3 separate regions of the Oryctolagus cuniculus genome follow, and all the other regions are linked to region 1. Evidence: chromatin contacts called from public Hi-C data. All regions are on one chromosome and are shown on one strand. The core of a region is the stretch at or near the end of the contact, and the rest is flanking DNA. Distances in the headings are between cores, read along the strand shown.

The links. Hi-C and Micro-C count contacts between places; a contact is called where the count stands out from the background.
Region 2: a contact with region 1 is called in a Hi-C map of embryonic fibroblasts, with 4 times the contacts expected there. The contact joins two enhancer-like sites. A contact is called at or near these places in 2 of 6 Hi-C or Micro-C datasets (embryonic fibroblasts and skin fibroblasts).
Region 3: a Hi-C map of an unstated tissue shows a contact between it and region 1, with 4 times the contacts expected there. The contact joins two enhancer-like sites. A contact is called at or near these places in 2 of 6 Hi-C or Micro-C datasets (psoas muscle and an unstated tissue).

What each region holds. Positions count from the first base shown.
Region 1 is chr12:43,230,338-43,234,390 of mOryCun1.1, forward strand. The region is part of intron 1 of AKAP6 (A-kinase anchoring protein 6); the gene reads right to left. Among named protein-coding and RNA genes, the nearest start is that of AKAP6, 41 kb to the right of the region's middle. Within about 2 kb of position 1,429, at least 1 of the 8 cell types and tissues checked has an H3K27ac peak or open chromatin away from gene starts, as enhancers often do.
Region 2 is chr12:42,933,872-42,937,894 of mOryCun1.1, forward strand. The region is part of intron 5 of AKAP6 (A-kinase anchoring protein 6); the gene reads right to left. Among named protein-coding and RNA genes, the nearest start is that of AKAP6, 340 kb to the right of the region's middle. Within about 2 kb of position 1,645, at least 1 of the 8 cell types and tissues checked has an H3K27ac peak or open chromatin away from gene starts, as enhancers often do.
Region 3 is chr12:43,582,989-43,586,799 of mOryCun1.1, forward strand. It overlaps NUBPL (NUBP iron-sulfur cluster assembly factor, mitochondrial), which reads right to left. Exons shown (of 12, transcript XR_011380771.1): 12 at 3,253-3,471. It also overlaps the pseudogene LOC127483811. Among named protein-coding and RNA genes, the nearest start is that of ARHGAP5, 180 kb to the left of the region's middle. Within about 2 kb of position 1,528, at least 5 of the 8 cell types and tissues checked have an H3K27ac peak or open chromatin away from gene starts, as enhancers often do.

The DNA.
Region 1 (4,053 bases), core at 179-2,678:
AAAACATTTGAAAAAAACACTCTTCCATAATTATACTCTGTAATAAACAAATGAGTTTCATTATGTCAGTTGTGAGATTTTTTTTTAGCTAATCACATATATGAAAATGTCATGCTCTGGTTTAAAAATCTTTCAAAAGTATCGTACGCCTATGAGAAATTTCAAGAAACAGGGAATCTGGGCCTCCTCATCCTGTCCCAGTTGCCTTGAAAGTCTGCCTGCCAAAAAAAAAAAAAAATCTAAGCCTTCCCCTGGGAGTTCCACATCCAAATCCAGCCAGGAAGGTCACATTCCATGGAGAAGTCCAGAGGAAGAAAATGATCCAAAAGGGTACAAAACCAGGCCAAGCATTTACTACAGACCAAAATTCATCTATAAAGCAACGACCCAGTTAGTGAAGAAACATTATCCTCATTCTATGACATTCTTATTTTTGTGTTTCTATGTGGGTCACAGCACAGAAAAATCCACGGAGAATTTGCCAGGGAAAATATGGAAGTTACAATCGAGGATTGTTGACCCCACTTTTCCACTCAAGTTGTCACATGAAGGGAAAGGTGAGGCCACAGGAGGAGCAAACTGCATTTGCCCAGACTTTGGGATTTCACGACAGGAAAATATGTTAAAAGAATTAGGATACTTTTTCAAAATTTTTGCTTATTTTTCATTCTATTTGGAAGGGCAATAGAGAGACAGAAACAGAGAGACAGAAACAGATGAAGCGAGATCTCCCATCTGCTAGTTCACTCACCAAATGCCCACAACAGCCAGGAGGCAGGAACTCCATCTAGGTCTCCCACATGGGTTGGCAGGGACCCAAGTCCTTGAGCCATCATCTGCTGCCTCGCAGGGCACCCACCACTGCAGGAAGCTGGATCAGAAGCAGAGCAGCCAAGACTTGAACCAGGCACTGCAATATGGGATGTGTCACCAAGGGGTGACTTAAGCACTTTGTCACATGTCTACCACACGAACATTTTATTTTGCCAAGTAAATCTATGATTGTAATGGTAAGTTTCATCTATCTGCACCATTTTGTAAAAGGGCATTTGAACACTATCATTTCAGGGAAAAAGGCGGGGGGGGGGGGGGGGGGGGCATTCCTTTTCCTGAATGGCCAGTTGGCCTGAAGGCAGTCTTTGTGCTCCCTATTTTGGATTTAATGTTTTGTTTTGTTTGTTTCCACTTTAAACCAGTGAAAAATACTTCAGGGCAGTCCCAGTTAAAATACTGGGTCTCCAGAGGAATGAGGCCAGATGATGATGTGAGGCAGGATCCCAAAGCAGCCCAGCCCTGAGGTGGGTGGCCTAATCCCTGCCGCCAGTTAAGGAGACCCAACAAAAACACAACCAAACAAAACACCAGGCAGAGCGTGGCGTTTCACGATCTTTGTGTACCCTGCCTGGCCCTCAGAGAGAGACGAAGGGCCGAGGCTGCACACCCTCCTCAGCTCTGCCAGTCAGCTTTCCAAGCTTGGTGATCCTTTTCCAGTAGGTGGCAGAGCACACACATAGAAAGTCGCAAAGCCACCCTAATTTTCTGCCTTTCTGTTGGTCCTTGGTGTTATTTCTTTAAAAGCCAGCCTTGTGTGGGAAGAAATTTGCAAATAAAAAACCCCGCCCACATTCCACCCTGCAAGCCTGTTTACACAGTACTTGAGTTTTCACAGAGTCCTGGAAACTCTGCAAAGAAAAAGGCCACAAAGTAAAGAAAGCCTGGCCAGAAAACTGCCAGGAGGAGGATCAATAACTTCTAGCTGCTGCAGAACCTGGCAAAAAACACCTGCAATGTTTAAACCCAGTCAAAGCTTTCACTAGTCTCCATCACACCGACCTTTGAGGGTACAGTTATGAAGTGTCTTCTCTAAGGAGCTCAGGGATTTTACATGTGTCTTTCCAAGGAGAAGTCATGTGGTATCCAAAGTTACACAGTGGGTCAGGAAAACAGCCAAGAATACCAGCTGGGTGTCTCTCTATTGGAGCATGTTCTCTCAAAAGCAAAATCATGCTTCAAACTCAAAGTATTTCCTAAAATATACTCTTAATTGAATATTTCAGGTACAACAGGAAGTAGGCCTCGTGCTCTCTAGGATCCGAAGAATATGGGTAATATGGGTCGGCAGTACCCTGTGTCCACCTTAAATAGGAAAGTTTAGGGTGAAACATTCAAAAATCCACACCATAGAGCTTTTCAAGCAGCAGCGGCAGCTTGAGGGTCAGGCCTAATTATTGTGAACTGGGAGGCAATTTTGAAAACTAATTTGACCTATAAAAGTAAAACCAATTGGGCTTTCTTAAAAAAAAAAAAAAAATCCAAGACCACAATATTGATACCACCACCCTTCCTTCCAAGGCAATTTCTAGTCAGAAATTGAACCTGGGAATCAATACCCTAGAAACATTTTTTAAACAGGCTAAGTTTAATTGTCAAATCCTATTCCTTTTCTATATTCTCTTTTATTTAGCATCCAAGCTGGTCCCACCCCAGCCCTAAACAATTATCCAGATTTCCCAGTGGTGCCTCTGTTAGGTAGGAAGTCAGTTAGGAGCTTATGTGTATGCGACATAAAGGCCTAAAGAGAAGACATCTATGTCCAGCATATGCATCTGCTGACAATGTTTCAGGGGCAGCCCGGTATTCGCATCCTGCCCTGCCCCCTTCTACCTGATAACCTGCCAGGTGGAGGTCCCCGCCCCTTCTGCCTGACAAATCTTCCACAATCTCCCAGATGCAGCCCAGTATCTGCATTTCAAACACCCTGCTCCAGATCCCCATTCTCCAGGGGGTCTTGCTCACCCTTCCTCTAAACTCAGGATGGCGCCAGCTAGCCTTCCTCTTGTCTGATACCTTCAGGGGAAAACTCAGAAATTTTTCTATTTACATCCAAAAAGCCCTTTGTTCCAAGAGGAGCAGAGGTGGGGAAGCAAGACCATCTCCTTAAAAACCCCCAGCCTCAACTGGACTGCGCGCTCAGCCCTCTGCCTCTCTGCTGAGCTGCCTGCCTGGTCTGGCCAGGTGTAATCTCTCCACTCAACCATGTAACCTTGCTCCTCCCCCCACCCCGCCCCCCAGTCCGAGCAACTGCACTCTCTCCCAGGTCCTGTCTGGAGAGGTGCCCATCCGTTCTTACGGATGTCCCTTCCCTAATAAACTTTGCTACTTTTACTTTCCACTACTCTGTCTCACGCCTGAATTCTTTCTTGCGCGAAGACAAGAACCCTGCAATTTCTCCGGTAACACCTCCATGCTCTGTGCCTCCTTAAATGCTGTCTGCCACACAAAGCAGAAGGTTAGAGCTAGAAGGGACCTAACAAGAATTAGTACAGCTGTTTGTCTAGATGAGGAAATCTTGGCCCTGAGACAGACTCCACAAGGCCACAGCTTGCCAGTCCTCGGGTTGTCACTCCACCCCCCAGTCCTTCTATCCCTCTCAGTCTTGTCATTTTGGCTAGACAGCATGTGTGCAGAGGAACTCCAGAATGTGTGCAGAGGCACTCCGTTGATGGTACCGGTCTCAGAAAGCAGACCTTTAATGCGCAAGGGGTCTGCCTTCAGAAATTTCAGAAATTGGTCAGAGAGGACACAACTTTGAGTACTGGGTATTTTCTGTGTCCTCAAATCACATCCTTGCAGTCATAAAGCATGAAAGCTCCATGAGGGGAGGAACCCTGCTTTATCCATATCTACACCCCTAGCACACAGAACAAAAGCCATTACTGAAGAGCAACTCAAATAATTGTTAGAGGGACAAAATGAAGGAAGGAAGCAGCCCTCTGCCTTCTCTATACTCCCTTTGTTCCCTGTTAGACTTAAGATCTACTTCTTTGATCAAATCTTTTTTTATCTGGTAAGTATCATTTATACTTAAGTCGCCTTTAAATTGCCCCTTGGAGTGTTTGGAATACGAGTTTCACCTCCTCTAAAAACAAGCTTTGGCCCCTAGCATAGGGCCCTGGTCTCAGCAACCACAGGCCTCTGTGGCAAGGCCCTGACCATTCTTTGGACTCTTTGAAGAATGAACAAGTGTTCACAGGATCATCTCCTTCCCCAGGG
Region 2 (4,023 bases), core at 395-2,894, 300 kb before region 1:
GGCCATCCTCCACTGCACTCCCTGGCCACAGCAGGGAGCTGGCCTGGAAGAGGGGCAACCGGGACAGAATCTGGCGCCCTGACAGGGACTAGAACCTGGTGTGCCAGCGCCGCAGGTGGAGGATTAGCCTAGTGAGCCACAGTGCCGGCCTTAAACTGTGCACTCTTGGGGAGAAACAGAACAGAGATTCCTCAAAACATTAAAACTAGGACTATCATACAACCCAGCAATCCCTCTTCCAGGTCTATACCCAAATAAATTAAAAAGCCAGACCTCAAAAGACATCTGGGGGCCAGTGCTGTGACTCAGTAGGTTAATCCTCTGCCTGCGGTGCTGGCATCCCATAGGGACTCCAGTTCTAGTCCCAGCTGTTCCTCTTCTGATCCAGCTATCTGCTATGGCCTGGTAAAGTAGTGGAAGATGGCCCAGACACTTGGGCTCCTGCACCTGTGAAAAAGACCTGGAAGAAGCTCCTGGCTTCAGATTGGTGCAGTTCCAGCCATTGCAGCCATTTGGGGAGTGAACTGACAGATGGAAGACCTTTCTGTCTTTCCTTCTCACTGTCTATAACTCTATCTCTCAAATAAATAAAATTTTAATAAAAAATATATCTGCACTCCCTTTTTCATAATAGTACTATTCACAACAGGCAAGCAGTAGAGGCAACCCACAAGCCCATCAACAGATGAATGGATGAACCAAATGAGATTTATACATACAATGGAATATCATTCAGCCTTAAAAAGGAAGGAAATTCTTTCACATGTTATAACATGGATGAAACTTGAGGACATTATACTAGGTGAGCAAACCCAGTTATAAAAAGAAAGACACTGTATGATTCCCCTTACATGAGGTACTTAAAATCCTAGAGACAGAAAAGTAGAACTGTGGTTGTTTTTTATTGGGTACGGAATTTCAGATTAGCAAAATGAAAAATTCTAGAAATCTGTTTTACAACATTGCAAATATATGTAACTACTAAAATGTATGCTCAAAATGATTAAAACAGTAAATTATATGTCATGTGTCTTTTACCACAATAAAGAAAGGAAACAAAAGGAAAAGCAATGAAAATATGGGGCTGGCATCGTGCTGCAGGTTAAGCCACCAACTGCAACACCAGCTTCCCGAACTTAGAGTGCATATTTGAGTCCTGCCTTCTCCCCTTCCCATCCAGCTCCCTGCAAATGTGCCTGGGAAAGCAGTGGAGAATGGCTTAAGTATTTGGAGCCCTGCCACCCACGTGGGGAGACCCTGATGGAGTACCTGGTTCCTGCTGGTTCCTGACTTTGACCTGGGCCCACCCTGGCTGTTTAAAGACCTTTCTATTTCTTTGTCTCTCTGTAAATAAGTCTTAAAAAAAAAAAACTCAGGATAATATGGTGTTTCTTTAACGACCACCACCATGAGGGAGGTGCCAGTGAAGCAATAAAAATGAAGGTTGCAGTATAGAGCAGGTGTTGTCTGCAATCATTTGACCTCTGAAAGAAGAAATGCTAAAATCTGTGTCAAGTTAATCCAAGGAAAAACCTTTTCTGCATTCACATCACACTGGCACTACCACTTCTCACCTTCATCTGTAGTGGCTGCCTTTGAGCTGCTACCATGCAACGGGGAATAAACAACTGAAATTGTACACGGTCTAGTTTCAAAGACCAAGCCTTGGCTAAGCATGGGCTGCACTGAATCCAAAATAACTCATGTGCAAGTACATTCTCAGTGGCACCAAGGAAGTTTTTAAAATTGGGTTACAGAAGTGTCCAGGACAAAATATACCAGCAGCCGAGTCACTGAACGATAGCTGAGATGGCATCATGGGACCCTGCAGAACCTTAATTTCTGAGGCTGTAGAGAAACAAGCTCAGCAATGCCATGCATCCATCTACTGAGAACCAGAGTCACACTCAGTGGGTGACACTTATCAGAACAACTTGTCAGAAGTTAATGAGAGCAGGTCGACCTTGACCAATCTCCCACAGGAGAGATTCCCTGAAATGCTTTATTGACATGGCAGCCCCCTGCATCCTTCCAGCCTCTGTGGGATTCCCACGGCTGTCAGCCGGGCATCACTCATTTCCCACCTTGGACAAGTGACTATTTGCCAAGCAGTTCATTTCTACTCCGGTCATGATGAAGAAACCATGCCATGGCTTGTGGGCTTTATAGATGGATCTTATCTGCAGTGTGATTCTTGTCTACCTCTGCATTTCATACACCTCGAGGAGAAAACCAACTCAGCTCTGACATCATACTTGGACTTAGGAATTAGGGCATCTGACGGATAATATGTAGGTAGAGAAGAGTGACAAAGATCCTAAAGGCAAGAACAAGCCCAGCATGTTCTAGGAACAGCAAAGAGGCCAGTGGGAACAGAGCGAAGCGGGTACAGGGAAGAACAATTGGAAATGAGGTGAAGGAAGAAACCAGGGGACCGGTCCGTGTAGGACCTCTGTCTGCAAGGTCAGCTGTTGCAGGGTTTTAAATAAACTCCTAGCTGCTGTGGAAAGTACACAGCATATGCCTACCACAAGGAAGATTCTAAGTCACACTGTCTCCCATATTTTGCAGGTGGAACAGGTTATCTGGAATGGTTTATGGTGGGGGTGGGGGGGAGAAGTTATGCTTTGACATCCAAGGTCAATTCATCTGCAGGTTGGCAGCTGCCATCACCTAAAGTCACGAAAGGAGACTGGGCTGCAGGAAGGATTTAGTCTCTCGTCGGCTTCCTCCTCACACCCCCAGCTCCGGTAAATTACTTCCAAATTCCTATAAGAAACTTCCTCTTAAGAGCTTTACCATATATTCAACATTTCAAAAAGATGATCTGCTCCACTTTCACCTAAAACCAGCTACCCACCAAAATGATACCTTTGATTAGAACTCTATAATTGGGGCCGGAGCTGTGGCACAGCGGGTTAACGCCCTGGCCTGGGACGCCGGCATCCCATATGGGCTCTGGTTCGAGACCTGGCAGCTGCACTTCCGATTCAGCTCTCTGCTGTGGCCTGGGAAAGCAGTAAAAGATGACCCAAGTCCTTGTGCCCCTGCACCCACATGGGAGACCCGGAAGCAGCTCCTGGCTTCTGATCGGTGCATCTCCAGCCATTGCGGCCAACTGGGGAGTGAACCAGAGGATGGAGGACCTCTCTCCTCCTCACTCTGTGTAACTCTGACTTTCAAATAAATAAATAAATCTTTTTAAAAAAAAGAACTCTATAATCGCCTTGTTGTGGCCTTCAGGATCTTGCAGCAACCAGGTGTATTAAAGGCATGGAAAACTTTACTGCCCTCTGATCAAGACCTCTGGGTCAGAAGAGCGCTCGTTGCAAGCCCCAGATGCTCACCACCTGGCTTCATTTGGGCAGAATTATGGAGTCAAGGCATGCCACCACTGAAGTCAGTATTGTAGCCTTGATCTGGTTAAAACATCCCTTTACAAGAAAAGACATAGGCCTAGAATGGCATCGACAGCTGTGGGCTACGCCAGACTTTAATAATGAGCCAAAGGCTGAAAATGGTTTTCTGGATCTTGTTTACTTCCCTGACATCACCCCCTTGCCTGGTTCACATCAGAACAGTCCCTGAGACTGGCTGCCATCATCACCTTGGTCCCCACCACACTGCCGAGAATATCCTTCCTGTTGCTGGCTACTGATTCTTCCAGAGAGGCTATGGGAGGACATGGCCTGGCCTGGGTGTGCCGGCTCTGCATTCTCATCCTGACCACATCCACCAGCTGAGAGGACTTCGGCAAGTTTCCAAGTTGTGTTCTACCTTAGTGTCTGCATATGAAAAAAAAAATGCCTACCGTCTAGAATAGAAGTAGAATAAGGCATGTTAGATACTTAGTGCCAAGCCCAGCACAAAATGACAGATCAAGGAGTGTGATATATTACGTTGCTACAGATGTCCGTTGTGTAAAATCTAAAGGTCATGCTGTGGCCTTCAGGACCTGGCAGCCATCACGTCTGTTACAGGCACGGACACTTTCACTGCCCTCCGATCGAGACCTCTGGTCAG
Region 3 (3,811 bases), core at 278-2,777, 350 kb after region 1:
ATGGTAGAACACAATGTGTGGATGTGGCTGGGAGAGTGGTACCAGCCACAGAGAAGTGGCAGTGGAAAGAGGAGCAGGGGTTGTAGGAGGAAGATGCTGGGTGGCTGTGGCCATGTTGAGTCTCCAGTGCCTGTGGAATATGTGTAGCCATTGTGGCCTCTTGAGGATTGTACAGCCTGGTGTGCACCCTTCCCTCCACACCATGTGGGTTTCATTTTCAGCTGAGAGGTTGCTAAAGCAAAAAGAACAGACGATGGGTAAGGGTAAGGGCCCGAAATAGCCTTTGTGGAAATGGAGAGGGAGTTGACTGGGGACACACAAGCGCTTCCCAGCAGCCCTGTGGACTCTGCTGAAGATGGAGACCACACATCTGGTACGCACCATGATCTTGGACTTTTCTCCAGTGTTGAGAAGCCTCAAGAGAAGAGGAGACAGATAGCAGGAGTGATGCAAGCTTTGGCATTAACAAAGCGCTTGTAGTGGTTACACAGTGAGGTGAGGGAGGGCGGGAGAAGCAAACGCAGCAATTCCCTGTGCAGGACGAGGTAGGAAAAGAGAAGGTGTGATGGCGAATTTTGGGTGTCATCTTGGCTGGGCTATGGTGCCCAGATATTTGGTCAAATATAATTCTGGATATTTCTGTGAGGGTGGTTTTGGATGAGATGAATTTAAATCAGTGGGCTCTGAATAAAGCAGTTCCCCCCACCCCAAATGTGAGTGGCCCTCATCCAATCAGCTGAAGGCCTGAATAGAACACAAGGCTGACCTCCCCCAAGCTAGAAAGAATTTTGCCAACAGATGGCCTTTGTACTTGAACCACATCAGGCCCTCTCTGCAGATGCTGCCCTGCAGACTTCAGACTTGCCAGACTCCATACTCCTGTGGGCCAATTCCTTAAAAGAAACCTCTCTTTATATAGACACACACCCGATTCATTCTGCTTCTCCCAAGAACGCTAATACAGACAGTAAGGCAGGAAGGGAAGGACCGGGTGGAAGCACCAGAGTCTTGAGGGAGCAAGTACAGTGCAGCTCATGGAATGTGGGGACAGGCAGGGCATAAGGTACTACATTCAGAGTGAGAAGAGTTTCAGATTTCAAATACACAGTGGATCTGAACGAGAACAAAGTCGGGGCGTGAAAGCAGAGAAGGTGGAAAACTAGAGAACACGTTGAGGCTTGGATGCTGGCTGGGCCATCCACGTGCACAATGAGGCAGTGCCTCCGGCCTGAGCACGGGGCCTGGGATGCGCAGAGGCCACTACGAGCCAGGACGCTGGTGGACAGTGAGGGTTGCCTGCTGACATTCTTCAACGTTGTCCAGAGCTAATGTTCAACTTGTTCACGTTGCACAAAGGCTCTTCTTGACCTGGCCCTTTGCTCCTTCCCGGCTCAACTCCGCTCAGCCCCAACCCCACCCAGCTTAATCACTCTGTGATCTGTGATCTGGAAGCAGACTGAACTCTCCGCCTTCCAGCCTTTGCACATTCCATTCTTCTAGCCTGGCAGCGTGCTCCTGGCCCCACCCCTCTCTCCATACTGAAAGCTGCCAATGAAGCCAGAAAGAATTCTCACTGTGACAAGCAGTCCTGCTATTCCAAAGGCCATCTGGGCAACAGTCTCTTAAAGGGCCAGGAAAACTTTGGCTCTTCTTGGACTCAGTGACTAGTTGTACTTTGAATGAAGCAAACTGCACCTTTCTGTAAACCACACTACAAATCCTTGTAAAAGTCTCAGGCTGCTCCAACCAAATCACATCCTAGGATTTGAGCTTTTGAGGTTCAATTCAAGTAGCAACAGAGACTATTAATTTCTTGCAAAGATGATGATGAGCCCACAGCAAGGGGCAATGGGTGGCCTCACCTCTAGGGACTTCATTATTCAGGTACCCTTGTCTGCTGCCAACTCACTGCCAGACTCCTAATTTCAATGATAAGTGCAGATTCATTCTTTTTGCATTGATTGTACTATTCTTGATTTTCTCCCTAGAACTTCTCTTAAACTTGGTGCTTTATTTTAAAAGTGGTAAATAAAATATGAGCCTGGTTTTTAACATTGAAAGCATGAGGTAATTCAATAAGTAGGTAAGTGGATGGATACTAATCAATAACTCTTGACTCATGGCTTTCCAACTGATAGCTGGATCAGAAACTCTGGTAGAAAACTTTAGGGAAGCAGAAACTCTGATTTCTTTCCTTGCCCTGAGAAATATGCATCATTTTTTCTTTCCTCCATAAAAACTGCATGGGGAAGAAGACAGACATTAGGGAACTGGAGCGATTCCATTGTAGGTGGCCACCCTTGCATGTTTTGTCTATTGTAACCAATGCCCCCAAGTTCTCTAGCGATCCTGTCAAGGTTCCACCCACAGTCGGTCTTCCACAGATGACCTCCCTTCTTATAATTAAGCAAACCGAAGCTTCTGCTGACAGAAATAAAGTATGATTCCTTTCTTCCTTAAACTAAGTGCTCGCCTTCTTTAATAAATTTCTTATTCACTGTGAAATTGAAAACACAGCCTTTTCCTGATGACCAGATGGCCCAGCAAATGTAATCACTTCAAGCACTCCACACTTCCTCTCCACTACTCTCCATGGTGAAGGGGGGAGGGGGAAGGAACGAAGAGGCAAACTCCTCATTTCTCCCAGATGCCAACCTCTCCAGCCCCTCTTACGAAAACCAGATTCAAAAGAGCAATGGAACTGGAGAAAGTAAATATTTCTTTAAAGCTATAAAATAAATCTTTCAGAGGAGTGTAACAGTAAATAAATAAGAGATAAATCAAAATTATATGTTTTTTGGAAGACTTAAATCAAGAGCTCTTTTATTGCATTATTAAAATACCACAAGTTAGACTTATAATCCAGGTTCTTATTTCTGGGGCTGGACAACTTTTAGATCCTGTTCCTCAGTCTGCTGAACTACTCCTTTTTCAGAAACATAGATAGCATCCAAAATTTCTCTGATATCCTTATTTTTAACTCTTGTTGCCTGCAGAATCAAAGCAGCTGACTTTGAAACAAGTTCAATGGCATTTCCTTCCAGGATGAATCCACCTCTCTAGGCTTGAGATACTGAACAAGCAACATCTGGCCTCATCCAAACCCTTCAGATAAACTCACCCAGGAAATTTCAGATTTCAACAAGATACCCATTCTCCCGAACAACCACGCTGAGGGGCAAGTGAGCATACACAGACCTCATCTTGTAATGGAAGTGCAGTGTAACCCCTTGATCATATTCTGTCCATTACCATAAACAGTGCACAGTCGCCAGTTCCTTTCCATCTCCCCACCATTTGTCAGCTGGAGCCTCTTCATTTTCTTCCCAAGGAGGCTGAGTTCTCCACTGATGTGACTGCAGTGCCTCTGCAGGGTTCCTCTGGGACCCTTCACAATAACTCGGTGTTCCTTCAGAATGATGGCGACATTGTCTGGAATGTCCAGTCTGATGGCTGAGAATGGTCTTCATTCTTGCAGTAGATGGGGCAAAGAGAGTGCAATTACATTCTTGATTGATGTTTAATTGAAGAGAATAACACTTTAGTTTATTCTAATTTACCTGATATAGTTGTCTGAATTAAAATAGCCCTTCAAATTCATATGTAGTATTCCAAAAAGTAAAGTAAGAGATTCCAATGGATAACATAGGGTAATATGAACAGAGTCTTACAACAAATGATAGCCAATTAATATAGTGAATGACTCCAGCTAATAAAGGCTTGTCATGAGTCCTGAATATATTTTCTTCTGTTGGGCTAACCCTAGGCAAATTTATTAAACCTCCCAAACTTTGCTTCTGAAAAAATGGAT